Regions from separate parts of the Gossypium hirsutum genome. Here region 2 is linked to region 1. Evidence: chromatin contacts called from public Hi-C data. All regions are on one chromosome and are shown on one strand. Each heading gives the region's core, a stretch centred on a gene start, on an enhancer-like site or on the middle of the called end of the contact. The rest is flanking DNA. Distances are from core to core; before and after follow the strand shown.

Region 1 (2,669 bases), core at 106-2,605:
TTTTTTAGCGCAGCTTATACAGATAATGCCCCCTCCACTATCGAGAAGCTCAAGCAAGCTCCTGGAAACAATACATCCACAGTGGAGACGCTGCCATTGCCAAGACATTGAGATTTTGCACAACACTATTACAAACGGAAGAGAAAATTGGCAATGACAAGGCAAGAAACTAAACACTTGGGGTCACACACCTTGCCACATGAACTGCATTCCCTCCACCCTGCATCCTTCGAGTGGAATATGTCGCAGAATATTGACTGTTCATATGCAGACCTAGACCAAATATAAATCATAAATGAATTGCTTTTAAACAATTGGAGTTCTTTCAATGGGAATTGGGATCAGTTCGGCATAATTTCTGCCTTCTTTGGATTATGTCCTGTATGTAGCTACTCTATATAATTCAAAACATAATCAAATTTCCGGCAATGTTAAAAGAGGATGGATATAAGTACAAAAATCTAATCGTTTCAATAACTGTTCCATTACTCTCTAGCTTCCATGAGTGAATCAATTCAACCAAATTATATTCCAATTCACGTAAAAAAAAAATTAAATACTCACAAACAACAAATGCAAATAAAATAGTTTCAATTGTTCTGTCTTAGACTAGGAAAAGTGAGCTTAGCTAATTACTGAGCTTACAAAAGAAGGATTAAGTGATTATAATTTCATAATTACCCGCATTTATCGCAGAGATTGGCGAAATCTCCAGATCGCAAAGCCCAGCCTTTTCTCCACTCAATCGACGTTGTAGCGCCGCATAGTCCATTCATGCAACTCTTTGACGCCATGCTCCAAATTTAATCCCTACAAATATTTTTTTTTACAATACGAGGGAAAAAGAAGATCAAATCGGAAACAGTGAAAACCCCCCTATAAAGATTTTGTTCAAGAAAATCCACCCAGCCAGCTAAAACGCAAAATAGAACAGATTCAAAATCAGTCAAAGTAGGAGACTAATCAATTTAAAAAGAAAACAAAACCGAAATAAAAACAACCTTTAGAAGAAAATATCAGGAGCTTCGGCTTCACCGGGTGTTGAAAATCGTTGCGAAAAGAAACGGTGGCGACTTTTTGTTGTACTAATTAGCAACTATGAGACTTTGAGCTGACGAGGTTTGAAAATAAATTATGGAAGAGAATCGAGAAAGAGAGAGAATAACGAGGAGTTCCGACGAGGGAAGAGTTGAATCGGCGATGTGAGAGATAGCAAACAACTCATGTGCATGCAAAAAAAAAAACAAAGAGAGAGAAAGAAAGAGAAAAGAGTTTGGTACTTAGCAAAAAAAAAAAATGCATGCACGATGATACTTCAAGACTCGGCGAACTCCGTCCCCCCACCCTCTTTTTTCTCTTTCTTTTCTCTTATTATAAGATAATGTTCAAATTCCACATAGAGTCCCCCTACTATGCCTTCTTGGTGGATTTAATCCTTTAATTTAAGTGTTTATTTTCAGAACATTTTTTTTATTTATGTCAAATAATTTGATGTATCTTATTCTTTTAAATATATATTGGTATGAATTCATACCTTTTGCATTTGTACAGTTAGACCAATTTTTATACATTTTAAAAAATAAAAAAATATGTAATATTTATTTAATTACATAAAAGAATTTAAATAGAACTATTTAATTTTAACAGCATTAATATGGTAACCTATATGGCATTTTATATATATCTCATTCTCTTGGTAGATATTTTTAGGGAAAGGATTATGATTTCTTGATGTACTTATTTAATTTTTATTAAGTGCACACGGATTACTAAGTAGGTTACAGTATGATTGTTGTTAAAATCTTAATATTCCAAACAGTTTTTCTACCGAAAGAAAAAACAGGGCCAAAGTGATTAAAAGAAAAGAATTAGATCTAAAGTGAGAAAAGAGATAAATATTAGGGGTTAAATCAATCATTATGACATTTCATATTATAATACTAGAAATCTGTTTGTGTAATAAATTATTTCCCGTACTCGCTGCGTGCTTGTTGTTGAGATAATCGCCCAAGGGGAAGCGTTTGATCAGATGCGGGACCCGGTGAATCGGCTTTGATAGGTTTAAAAAGCCATTGCTAATTTATCACGTACTAGTTAGCGCGTCATTAAAACTTTGATATTGAACAAAATTAAGAATTACAAATATGAAGCGTATAAAACTACGCTTGTGGATATCACCGTAAAGTGCGCCACTAGGCGCTTTTTCTATCTTAACGCATATTTTCGCAGGCCATAAGTATCAGACACGAATTTTCGATATTACCCTCGGCTGTCCTTTTCTATTACGAGTAAACCAAGAAGAGTTGACGTTATACTTTGGAGAAATTGGTCTTTCGACAGTCCACGCCGTCCAACGGAATTCTGCGTGCACATGTGTCAACCATCAAGGATCATTATTATACTGTTGATATTTTTGGTTTTCTCTTTTATTTATTACGTCATATTAATGATGTGCTGATGTTAGGTGACCTGGATGCCAGTTTACCTACCTACCGCGCTGAAAGAGAAACGCCAACCCACGCGCGAGTGAATTCAAAACGGTGGCGTTGATGAGTGAAATGGACGCGCATAGGCACGCGTAGAGTGAGAATGAAACGGAAAACCAGTTTGGCTCTTGTCCGAAAACAAGGGCTAAACTTAAACCAAGAGTTAAAAGAAATGTCGGGTCT
Region 2 (2,669 bases), core at 127-2,626, 89 kb before region 1:
CATACATACTTCCAAACACCTATTGAATCCTAAGATCCAATTCCCTTTCATGTCATGCATAACCCCTCCTGCAGTAGTAAAACTAGAATCCACCCAGACGGCACCATCCGTGTTTAACTTAATCCAATTACCTGTCAATATCAGACAGGAATTTGTTGTATTCCTTTTGGACACATACACCTTGCATGTAGAAGCATACTGTTTAGCCCAACTATATGATTCTTTAATCACTTCATCAACACTCCACGATACTCTTTGAAACATATGTAAATTTCAATTTTCCAAATACGCCAAGCGATTAACCCAAAAAGGCATGACCATTCCACCTCCCCAAACAAAATTTGTGGCTGATTCTGCAAGTTAGCCACTAGCTATGCTTTCAAGTCCCCAAAGAAAAACCATTTGCACTTATCTTCAAGAATCACATGTAACCAAATATCTTTAGTTGCTCTACAATCTCTGATAACATGTAAGCCATCCTCAGAGTCATGGTCATAAAATCCACATAAACTGTTGCTCCTTCTCCCCCTCCTTACACGCTCGATATTAGTTAGAAGACGTTCTTTAATCATCATCCAAATGAAGAATCTAACTCTTTATAGACCATGAAATTTCCACGGAATCTGCCATAATCCATTTTTTGGATTCCACGTCATCTCACGAAGTTTCCTATAAGCATTTTTAACAGAAAAGGCCCCAATAGTAGACCTAGCCCATATAATTCTATATTGACGTGCAGAAGGATGTGGAGGGGATCCCCACAATCTTTCTAAATATATCCTTCAATAACCAGAGATGAAAGAGATCCAAATTCTATCTGCCATCTTCTATAACCATATCCAAAAGTAAACAATCCCTCTCAAGATTAGAATTTGAATGGATTTTTTCTACAAACGGCCAAACATTTGGAAGCCAGGGATCCAACCAGCATTTAACACTGCAACCATTTCCCACAGACCATATTAAGTTTTCACAGATTAGAGGCCAGGTCTTTGAAAGGGCCCTCCAAAGAAACGAGCATCTTCCCATCAATATATCCTTTGGAGTCTCATCTTGAACTTTGTACTTTGTACTTCGACTTCAGGAAACTTACCCAAAGAGAATTTGCATTCATCATCACCAATCTTAGCCATAAAGGAAGTCTTCTGATCCTGCAGATGCCTAATGCCCAGCCCCTTACAAGATCGGGGTTGGCAAATATCTTCTCATCTAACCATTGTTATTTTCCTTCCCCCAACTGAGGATCACTAGATAAATTGTCTAACTATGATTTCTATTTCTACACAAATATCTTTAGGGACCATCATGGACTATATGAAATAGCTTGGAATCGACAATAAGACAGATTGAGCCAAAATGAACCTTCCTACCAGAGACAAATGTCTCACATCCAAACTATACAGCTTACTCCGAACCCTATCCACAACAAACGTTAAAGTACTATTAGTAACTTTATCATCAAAAGGGGGTACCCCAAATACGTACCGAGGTTTTGAACCTTATGATAACAAAAAATACTACTGATCTGCTCCCCCAACTCCTTGTTAACACCTTAGAAAAGAAGATGTTCGTCTTTCGAGAATTAACTTGTGGCTGGAATAACCACAAAAACTTTCCATCATACCTTTTATGATTTTGGCTTGCTACACCTCCACTCACTCGAAAAAATGAGATCATCTACAAAAAAGATGTGAGAAAGGGTAGGCCCTATGCGCGAAAACTTGGTAGGCTTCCACTGATCCATGGTAATGGCAAACTTAATACCATGTCCTAACCAATCCATGCTCAAAATGAAGAGGTATAGAGGAAGCGAACGCCCCTATTGGATGCCCCTAATAGGTCGAACCTTCTCAATTGGGACTCTATTTATCATGATCTGCAAATTAGAGTTCGTAATAGTAGACATAATAACATTACAAAGAAAATCAAGGATATCTGTAGCATGGAGAGAAGTATCGATAAACTCTCATCTCAACCAATCATAAGCTTTTTCCAAATCAACTTTAATAACCATCCAGTTTCTGTTCTTCTGCTTGTTTTTCATGGAATGAATAACTTCTTGATCTATAATAATATTATTCATGATGTTTCTTTCAGAAATGAATCATGCTTGTTCTTATGCAATAATCTTAGGAAAAATTACTTTAAATCGATTAGCGATGATTTTTATTACCAGTTTGTAGAGGACTGAACATAAACTGATTGGCCAAAACTAAGAAAAGCTTTCAGGATTATGAACCTTGGGAATAAGAATAATTAAAGTGTTATTTCAAATCTGAATTAATAGCTTTCTCGAAAAACACTAACCTAACCCAATTACAAATAATTGTACTAATGTGGTCCCATTGAGTCTGAAAGAATAAGGCATGAAACCCTCCGCTTCTTGGAGCTTTAAGCAAAGCCATATCAAATAGGGTAGTTCTAATTTCCTCATCTGTACCTTCATTGCTCAAAAATGAACCTCCGCATTCTCAAGTTTAGGAAACGCACTAGATGGAATTCCACTCAAAGGTTCAAGAACCTCTCCATATAAACTCAGAAAAAACTTAATCGCCTCAACCTACAGAGCGTTATCGAAAACCCACTATTCGTTCTCATTCCTCAGAGCAGTAATCCTATTATGCTTTCTCCTATGAATTATTCGTCTATGGAAAAAATTAATGTTTTGA

Evidence for each region. A called contact is a pair of places that touch in the nucleus more often than the background predicts.
Region 2: a contact with region 1 is called in a Hi-C map of leaf, with 1.7 times the contacts expected there. The contact joins the enhancer-like site here to the promoter of LOC107914531 in region 1. A contact is called at or near these places in 5 of 34 Hi-C or Micro-C datasets (callus, leaf and seedling).

Annotation. Positions count from the first base shown.
Region 1 is chrD10:19,054,244-19,056,912 of Gossypium_hirsutum_v2.1, reverse strand. It overlaps LOC107914531 (B3 domain-containing transcription repressor VAL2), which reads right to left and starts at 1,355. Exons shown (of 13, transcript XM_041102166.1): 1 at 1,002-1,355; 2 at 682-810; 3 at 192-273; 4 at 1-90. The coding sequence starts at 794.
Region 2 is chrD10:19,143,393-19,146,061 of Gossypium_hirsutum_v2.1, reverse strand. No RefSeq gene overlaps it. Among protein-coding and RNA genes, the nearest start is that of LOC107914538, 33 kb to the left of the region's middle. Within about 2 kb of position 1,376, at least 8 of the 9 cell types and tissues checked have an H3K27ac peak or open chromatin away from gene starts, as enhancers often do. A contact at or near this core is called in leaf, where this site is marked.